2 separate regions of the Ovis aries genome follow, and region 2 is linked to region 1. Evidence: chromatin contacts called from public Hi-C data. All regions are on one chromosome and are shown on one strand. The core of a region is the stretch at or near the end of the contact, and the rest is flanking DNA. Distances in the headings are between cores, read along the strand shown.

Region 1 (4,762 bases), core at 706-3,205:
TGAAGGCCAGGGCCCCAGCCCACGCACCTGTGCTGTGCACAGCCTGGAATCCTCTCCTCTGCACCGAGGCGTCCGAATAAAACCGGAGGAACAGGCTGCTGCCCGAGGCCACCACGGGGTCCGGCTTCTTGCTGCCGCAGAAACGGCCGAGGACAGGGGCCTGGCTGTCAGGCCCGTCGTACAGTTCCAGGTGGTCGTAGGCACATTCCTGGTGCTGCTCGATCTCGAATTCATTAAACGTCTGGGGGTGAAAGAACAGCGAGTGAGGCCAGGTCCTTTCAGCCGGGGTGGGTGCAGGCCCCCTCTCTGGGGACACAAGGACACGCGTCTGCCCAGCCAGCTGTGCGGGGGGCGTGGCGCCCATCGTGATGATGGCCACGCTTGTGGTGAGGGCCACCACCTGGCCTCTTTTGGTCTCCAGAGCAACCCTGTGAGCTACTGCCACCATGACCCCTGGGCGGATAAGACAGCCGGGGTCAGAGACTGTCGGCGCGTGTAGGTGTCTGTGCTCCTGTCGGGTCTCACGGCGTCTCCCTCGCTTCACATGAGACCAAGGTGCTTCCTCTGAGCCAGGCACTGTTCTCAGTGTGAGCAGTAGTCCTCACGCCCTTGTGAGGTGTCTGCCGTGATAACCACCACTTTACAGATGAGGAAACTGAGGCACAGAGCTGTCGCATAACTTGCCCAGGGGTCACCCACTGGTAGAGCTGGGCCAGGACCAGGAGGTCAGGAGCCCCTGCCCTCAACTTCTGCACGGCACTGTGCAGCCCCCTGAGCGCAGATGACGTGAACGGCGCTTTATGAAGGGCACGCTGCTCCACGTGCTCATGACTAGAGAGGCTGGCCTGAGCTGAGTGTTTTTTTGCCATGCAGACCCCTGCATTTTGTTACTTAATTCTGATGATGCTGTCAGGGAAGGGCTATGATTATCCCCAGTGTGCAGAGGGAAAAATGAGGCTTAGGGAAGTTAAGGGATCTGCCCACGCTCACACAGCTAGAGGATAGGGCTGAACTTGATTCCCAGGCAGCCTGACTCCAGACCACACTCGAACCATAACTAGCCTGTACTGCCTCTCTTCTTGTCCCCCCCAGTCTGTCCCCCAAAGCAGGCCAGGGCAACCTCATAACTTCAGGCTGTACGCCCGGCTCTGCAGCTCCACACATAGGACTTCTCAGGCTCTGGGCAGAGGACTGGCTGATGGCCTGCCCATGGCTATCAGGGGCATGGGACAAGGTGAGAAGGGATACTTTAAATGAAGACCTGGACCAAATGACAGAGAGGGAGAGAGAACCTTACCAGGAGGGGTTGGGAAGGGGTCTCAGTTCACATGAAGGGAGCTGGGGCAACAGGTCAGGGACGGAGGTAGACAGGGAGAAATAGAGGGCCACTGGCTTTTGTAAGGATGTTAAACACACTTGAAATGGGAAAGATTCTTCACACTTACAGACAGGGAGGTGGGGCCAGAGAGTGGGCATAGGGATGTGGGCAGGAGAAGGAAAGGGAGGCCGGTGGTAACAGGACAGGCAGGGCAATGGGAGGTGCATGGCGGGCCACCGAGCTCCCCGAAGTTCATGGGATGCGCTGTGGCTGTCCCCATGCAGTCAGACACTAGCTTCCTGGTAAGCATTCAGCTCACACTCTGTGGCGGCAAAACGGTAGAGCGTGATCAATACCCACTATCCACTTCCCAAGGAAATATTTAAGAACTAGCACATATGTACGAGCCTCAGATAAACTGGAGGTCTGGGCTCACTCTGGCCACTGTGGTCGGTTGTTTTAGTTCTTCAGCACTGCACAGAACAGGAAAAGACTTTGCGGGCAGTTACTGAAATCTTGTGACCCTTCCACCGAAGCACAGGTTCCAAGAGGGCATATTGCGCGTTCCCAACCCCGGGGGCCGCCATTCCCCCGCCGCTTCAGAGATTCCTGTTGCCATGACGAACATCCTCCAGCAGATGGCAGCCTTTCTCCAACGTCCTCGCTTTAACTCGCCCTCGCCCAGATTCAAGGCTTCTGACTGACCCAGGAGAGCAAATGAAAGTGCTTGCTACAGAGACAGCCACGCATAGGAGGTGCCCACATGAGCACCCTTGGTCAGGGAGCCTACCTTTACCCCCGGTGCTCCAGGCCTGGCACAGGGAGACACCAGGGCCTGCCGCCCAACTTGGGAGCACATTCACCCACCTGTCCTCCTCACTGCTCTTGCCAATAAACACCCACGTAAGTAACCACGTGATTGTCTATCATCACCTTCTCCTATGTTCTCTCTCCTTCTCCCTGGAGATATGGTCCATAATTCAAGGGGACACTCATATATATTAATCCAAGCGGTCCATAATTCAAGGGGACATCCACATATGTTTCAAGGGGACATCCATATATATTTGAAGAGTTTAGCATAATTCAAGGGGACATCCATGTATATTCTGAAGAGTTTAGCAATCTCCAGAGTTAGAATGACCCATTTAAAAACTGTTTGTCTGCCGGAATACAGTTTCTCCAGAAAGCAAGAGGGTTTGTCTTACACTCCAGGATCTGGGAGTCCCTGGTGGCTGAGAAGCAAGACTTGTAGGAAAAACTCATTTCTCTTTTGCAATAACGGAGCATAGTATACAGACTATCACAATCATATGCACGGATAGGACTAGTGTATTAGTCGCTCAGCTGTGTCTGATTCTTGCCAACCCCATGGACTGTAGCCTACCAGGCTGCTCTATTCATGGAATTCTCGAGGCGAGAATACTGGAGTGGGTTGCCATTCTCTTCTCCAAGGGATCTTCCCAACCCAAGGATCAAACCCAGTCTCCTGCCTTGCAGGCAGACTCTTTACCATCTGAGCCACCAGGGAAGCTCAAAGAAAGGCTTGGAAGATATATATGTTTAATGCAAGAGAGAATTAGCATATATAACTTAATCTCCAATTGTTAATTAGCTAACAACAGTGAGGTGCTAAGTGCTTAGTTGCTCAGCCATGTCCAACTCTTAGTTAATGGGAAAAATGTAAGTTGTAGAGGAATATGAATAATAGAGTACTTTTGAGAAATGTGAGCGAGAAAAGGATATTTTTTTTTCCTGTGCATACAAACAGAAATTTCTGGAAGAATTCACCAAAAAATGTTCAGAAAAGTAATTTCTAGAGTGAGCATTGGGGTCTGGGAATTTGGTTTTCACTTTCCAACCCTCTGACTGACTATATTTTTTTTATATCTTGAGAATGTATCATTTGGTAAAATGTTATAACTGCAAACAATGGAATCACAAGCAACACTTCAAGTCTGTGTAAAGGGTGCCAGTTCAGAGTGACACCACCATGAACAGGTGCTGTTTACACAGTGTTGCTCACCCAGCACCCTGTGCTGATGGCTTCAGGTACATCCTCTTTTTGAATCTGCACAAAGGCTACTTGAGGTAGGTTTTACTAGCAGCCCCATTTTCCGGAACACAAAACTGAGTCCTGGAAATGTTGATTAACATCACCAGGTTTCGGAGCTGGGAAGAGGCAGAGCAGAGACCCAGACCCATGTCAGTCTGATACTGAAATCTGTGTTGTTCATAGACTTTGAAAATAACTCACGAGTTTCACCCTGTGGCCCGCGGTTGAAGAGATGTTCCAGGTGCACTCCCTCCGGCTCGGGTATTTGTCAGGCCAGTTGGGGCTCACCAGGGACCCCTCTGCGCTGCTGATCTTGTGTACACAGCCGGCTGGGGACAGGCAGAGAGAGACAGAGTGAGAGAGAGAGGTAGCTCACTGGTGGGCAGCAGAAGGGGTGTTCTGGAAGAGTCGCCTCCCTGAGCTCTTGTCACATGGTCATTGAATGTGGGGGCAGAGGCTGGCCTGAATCAAGGGTTCCCCGGCTCAGAAATCTGCTGATGGGTTTTTCTTTGCTGCCTTCCTGGAGTCAGGTCATCTTTCCAACTATTGCTCTTTGCTTTGCAGTTGTCCTTGGAAATATGGTAGAGTTGGTTAAGACCACAGGCCCTGGGGTCAGATGGGCCTCATCTCAAGTGCTGGTTCCACTGCATACACGCTGGGGGACTTTGGGAGCTTCTGTAAGCCTTGGTGTCCTTGTTTGTAAAAGGAGTGCCAATCTTTGGAGGGGGGTGAGTGCATGGATTAAATGAGATAATGCATGTGAAAGGCGCAGCGAGTGCTAACAAAGGTCTCCATCACCATGCCTTCTTTTAGTTTCCAAAGTAGTTTCAATTGGAGGCTACAGATGTTGCCCTGGTTACCGTGCTATTTGCAAAGAGTGGTGCCACAACTTGCTCAGTAAGTAGCATTTTGGCCAATAGCTAGAATTTGTCTCCCTCTGAGTTGAGCGCTGCGGTAAGCACTTTGATTGCATCCTCTCATTTAATCCTTTCCACCTTCTAATTGAAAAGATAAGCTGAGAGAAGGCAAGCAACCTGTTGGTCAGGGGTGGAGCCAGGACTGCCTTTGCTATTGCTGATTAGGAAGGAGAGGACCCCGAGGAAGTACCGCTGCTGCTCCTAGGCTGCAGGTTGTGGGGAGGTGTGTTTCTGGGGGTGGTGCTTCAGGCTGAGGCAGCTGGAGGGGGCAGTTGAGGGCAGGTCAGGGTTGGGGGCAGCTATGTGGGGCTTCCACCTCCTCGCTGCCTCTGCTCTGGCATGAAGAGAACAGGTGCCAACAGGGCAACAGTTCAGACATGGGGTGTCTGCTCCTGGACACCCACCCCCCAATGGGGACCCATCCCGTTCACCAGATGGAACCTTAGCTGACTTTATAATCCTCCTGGCCTC
Region 2 (5,071 bases), core at 1,638-4,137, 130 kb after region 1:
GCACTCTGCATTCTCCACAGAACGGAGACCCCTGGCTCAAGAAGGGCAAGTGGGAGGTGTTTTAGATTTGAAGCCCCAAGGCGGGTCCTAGACAAGGGGCTCTAGCCAAGAGGAGTCAGGGATTAGCACGTGACTGGGATAGGAGGACAGGCTACCCTTTAAGGTTTGGTTTGAATATAGAACCAGCAAAGGCAGTGCTCTTCGCAAGCCGAGAGGCACGTCCTTTCACTGAGATGCCAGTCCTTGGTGAACTGCTTATTGTCCTTAGAAGGCTGTTCCTTTGCTCAGGGAATTTCCAGAAGCCTGAGCCTATTGATGTCTCTCTTGCCATCGCCCTCTTCTGGACACTCTTAGCATTGGCATGGATGAGGGAGAGGTCAGGGGGTTGGGAGGATGGAGGATGACTGTGGAGGATGCTCAGAGCTGGCTGAAACCCCACACCTACTTTCCCAGCCCTGCCCGCCCATCCCATCCCATCCCATCCCATCCCATCCCGTCCCGTCCCGTCCCGTCCCGTCCCATCTGGGAAGAGTCGCAGAACATGCCAGCCCTGGTTATCTAGCAATTTCTCCAAAATTACTGGAGAAAAACGAGGCCCCAGGCTGCCTTAGTGTTATTGCACAAAGCTGAGACCAGCAGCTGGAGAGCTCCCAGACAAGACCTATATCTCTTTCACCCAGATTCACAGGGCCCAGATGAGCACTCAGCGTCCTAGAGGTGCCAAATACACTGACTGCTACCCCCGTCCAGGCCCACTCTGCCTCCCACAGGCCCCTGGTTCACATCCAGTAAAATCCAGGCTCTGACAGGTGCAGGTGGTGGCCGATGGCAGATCTACTCCATGTAGCCCCCATCCCAGTTTGGTATCCTCAGTGTCCTTCTTCTCAGGCAAGGCCACCATTCATTGCTCCAGAGGCTCTTCAGGCCTGGTTGGGACCTAGGTCCAGTGAGGAACCGAGACACCTCAGTCAGGACACGCTACCTGTGGATATTCTCTCAAATTACCCAGGGATCAACTCTTTGTCCTCCTTCCTAACTCAGAAACCCCACAAGGTACAGCAGTGGACTGTTATTCTGGAGAAATCTTCCTTCAGGGTAAGACCAGGCCCTCAAGCCTGGTTTGACCGGCACCCTCCGCAAGATTCTCAAGTCTTAGACGCTCTCCTGGGTTCTCTGGCCTCGGAGTAACCCGGTCTGCCCTAGATTTCAAGACTTCTGACCTGCCAACCAGAGCCTAGACTACACTGGCTGCAGCAGCAACACAAGCCGTGTCTTCATCACTATTCCATGCGCACAGAATTTCCCCATAAATTATCTGAGACCTCCGACAATTACCTCCCCAGTGCAGAAGAGAAAACTGAGCCTACTAGAGGGGAGACAGAGCCTCTCCAGGGAGTGAGGAACGGGGCCCACACTGGCCCACGGCACGCCCTCATTCAACAGAAGTAAAACACCTTGCCCTTCTGCGCATGGAGGATGCGAGCTTCCTTCTGTCCGCTCGTCTCAGAGGGCCGCCCACAGAACCAGCCGGACCCTGCCCAGACATAAACACCTCTACCCGCGTCCCCGGGCCAGGAGCTGCTCGGCGGGCTTCAGACCAATCCTCTCGGGAGTGTGAGCACCCCTTGGGGAGTGTGAGCACGGTTCCAGCTGGGAACTGCCCCAGACCCACGGCTTTCTTTGGAACATGCGCTCGGGTTTTGCAGCGGCTGAAGCTGCTACCCTTGGGACACACGAGCCCCTAGTGGGAACTGGAGCTGCAGCGCCCGGGCCGCGATTAGCGCCAGAAACACCCGCGCGTCCCGGGGCGCGGCTTCCTGTCCGGATTAGAGCACCTGACGGCTTCCATCTCTGCCCGCCCAGCACGACCCCCAGCCGCGACCACAGAGCAGGCTACGCGAAAGTCTGCAGCAACTCGAGTCATGTTCATTCTCCATCGGCTACCGCTTTCCTTTTGCCCGCAGTGAAGCTTTCCCTTTTTAAACTCTCTTCCCAAGAGTAACCACAAGATCTTGGGAAACTTTGCGTGAAACTTACAAACGCCATGAAATCGGAACCAGAGACTCCGTCTAAACCTGGGAACGCCGCGCCCAGCCCGGTTCCCGCCCCTCTGCTCCGGCTCAGCGCGTCCGGCGGTGGCCCGTGCTGACCACCTGGCTGTCAGGCGACCCGGGGGCCCGCCCCAGCCCCTGGGCGCCCTCTCGGCCTCGGACACTTTGGGAACATTCCCGCGGCCGCCACTCGGTGTGCGCCGCACACTAGGGGCCAGGACGTCCCAGCCGGAGAGGTATTTAAGCAGTCCCTCTGGGGCATTGTTTTCCCGGGGAGTCCGGGGGATCTCAGCGGAGGGGAAGGGTGACCCGCCCCCAAAAGACTGCCGCGCTGGCTTGCCCACTACCTCGTTTGCATTTCAAAGGCAAACTTCTGCCGGACTTCCCCGGCGGCGGCACCTACCGGCTTTGCACGGGTCATGGTAATGCTCCAGCTGCTGCTCCGCGCTCTCCTCGCCTTCCAGCGCCGAGGAGTCCCAAGCGGCGTCCGAGCGCTCCCCGAGCCCCCCGGCGTCGCGGGGCAGCGGCAGCAGCAGTACCAGGAGAGGCAGCAGCAATGGCACAAGGGCCCCGAGCGCAGTCACACGGGGCATGGTTGCGAGCGGCCGGCAAGACCGAGGGAGTTGAGTGCACCGAAAGCTGGACTCTTGGGCGAGCGACCGCGTAGAGTCGGGTCGGCGGCAAGCCGGCACGGCAATTACGCGCGCCTGCCGGGCATGGCTCCGGCGCGGAACCCCCAGAGCGCGGCGTCCCGGTCCGCGTCCGCGCGCCTGGGAAGCCGCTGCTCGGAGCTACTTGCTCGCCGGCCGAGGCTGCGGCGGCTGCGACTGTGGCAGTGGTTGGAACAGTGGCCGCTCCGCCCCTCTCCACCCGGGCTGGACCGCACAGCCTTCGCCAGGGGCCCCGGGCAGCCAATCACTCGGGCGCCCGAAGCGAGGCCCCTCCTCTTCCCGGCACCTCCGCAACTTCGGAGGAAGGGGAGCGAGGTGCAGAAGCTGAAGGCAAGGACCCGGGGCCTGCCGAGCTCCCACCGAGCAAAGGGCGCCCTTTTCTGGGTGTTACAGCGCCTCTGGCCCACCCTCCCTTCAACGCTGCTCCTGAAGATCAAGGCTGGACTTCCCGCCTTGCTTTATTCTCAAAATTCACTTCACAACTCCCCGGTGCACACGTGGGAGAAGACAGGAGGCAGTGGCTGGAGCTGTGAGCGCCGGTCCGCAAACCTAATGCGAGCGATCCCCATTACCACCAGCTCGCTATGTGCTTTTCGGAGAATCATTTCCTTGTAGGGATGAAGCCAATCTTCTCTTTGGGTCGCTTTTGGCGCATGAAAAAACCGACGATTACGATCCTCTCAGCTTTCTCCACATTCCCTCGTCCAGCCGTGACCGGCGCTTGCTGCAGTAACCACCTAACCTAACGTATGGCTGGTGATATTGAGTGGCTTAGAAAATAATGATTTAAAATGACGGATTTCCCCTCTACGTGACCCTATCCTTTAGGAAAACAGTGCAAGACGCTTCATACAGGCAAGACTGACAAACGAACAGCTATACCTACTATTTGTGTTAAATTACAGGCATGTTTTATTAAATAAGCCATTCACCATTAACTTGATGAAATAAAAACAACCAATTTCTGAAGTCTGGTTAATTTTTTGCTAATTAAAAACATATGCCCAAATAGTGTAAGAGAATAATCAAGAGATATTTGAAACCCCCTCCTATGCTGTACCTTAAATGTAAAAATTGTTAGAATTGAGCCAATTTGATTTATAGACATAAAAATGCTATTACCAAGAGGCTTTTCAAAGACCTTTCTACAAAAGCAAAATTGCCCCATTAAGAAGTAAAATACATCAATGTGTAGTCAGCATCACACCCAGTAGAATCTTTTTTCCATTTAAACTGCGAGCAGAAAAAAGGAACAAGATTTCCTTTGGGATTTCCACATGGTTTCATAGTCACCAACGATAAAACAGCAGACAGGGAGCCCAGAGCTGGGCTTTGCACAGGATTCTGAATTTCTTGCATTATGATCATCTAATAAGTAGGCTGACAAGCCCTAAAATCCAGTAAAGGTTTAACTACTGGATGTTTTGTCTTGGCCCTTAGAAATTAAGTTGACCCTGCTTCATGCTGAGCCTTCATCAAATGGGCATATATATATAGGATGGAGCCAGACTGGGCAAGAACTGACAGAGGGGAGGGAGTAATCTGGGGCAGGCTGGCAGCAGGAGGGGAATGGATGCCACCAAATGGCAGGGAGGACCAAGTGGCCATTTAAATAAGTATGGGAAGGAGTTGAACGTCATTTCTGCCTGAACGCTGGAAGGAGTCAAACCCAACGCCATAGGTCTCTGCATTTAACCCAGTGAAGGTCACCACCTGTCAGTAGACAAGTCCACGACGTCAACATCTCAAAGGCCTAACAAACTTCTGTGACACTTCCAGGTCTCCAGATGGCACTAGGCGAACAGCCAACTGGCCTCATTAGCAGGGAATTCCTCCGGAAAATAGACATTACAGGCGACCTCTTGTGCAAGCACTGAGGTTGTGAGCTTTTATTGCCTCTAATCCCCACCTCGTGAGTAACTGCCAGGCTTCTCACCAACATTCTTTGCCCAAATATTTTGATGACAGTCGTGCTCTAGGATGAGCAGACTGCATCTTTATGTCAGATGCCATGTCTGAATACTATCTTAAAGGCTATCAAACAAGTGTGAATGAACTACTTGAGTCACAGTACAGAAAAGTTAGAAACAGTTGAAAGCAATGGTTAATATTTTTTCTCAGCTTCATGTTTTCTGATTTCACTTACCACTTTTATATTTTAAACTCTAATCGGTGCTCAAATAATTTTATAAATGTATTTTTTAATTTCCATTAAAAAATGAGATAGATTTGGAATAAAAGGCTCTGGGATCTAAAGCCACTCAACCCAGTTTCATTAGTTATTTGTGGGTTTCCTCCTCCACAGCTCATAATCGCAAGTCCATACAACTGTCCCTTTTCAGTCAGATG

What was found. Hi-C and Micro-C count contacts between places; a contact is called where the count stands out from the background.
Region 2: a Hi-C map of hypothalamus shows a contact between it and region 1, with 4 times the contacts expected there. The contact joins the promoter of TLL2 here to the enhancer-like site in region 1. A contact is called at or near these places in 6 of 16 Hi-C or Micro-C datasets (hypothalamus, liver, mixed tissues and 2 more).

Annotation. Positions count from the first base shown.
Region 1 is chr22:17,532,951-17,537,712 of ARS-UI_Ramb_v3.0, forward strand. TLL2 (tolloid like 2) reads right to left here. Exons shown (of 21, transcript XM_042238664.1): 18 at 3,576-3,703; 19 at 28-241. Among named protein-coding and RNA genes, the nearest start is that of OPALIN, 14 kb to the left of the region's middle. Within about 2 kb of position 1,956, at least 2 of the 54 cell types and tissues checked have an H3K27ac peak or open chromatin away from gene starts, as enhancers often do. A contact at or near this core is called in hypothalamus, where this site is marked.
Region 2 is chr22:17,665,691-17,670,761 of ARS-UI_Ramb_v3.0, forward strand. It overlaps TLL2 (tolloid like 2), which reads right to left and starts at 2,888. Exons shown (of 21, transcript XM_042238664.1): 1 at 2,455-2,888. The coding sequence starts at 2,644.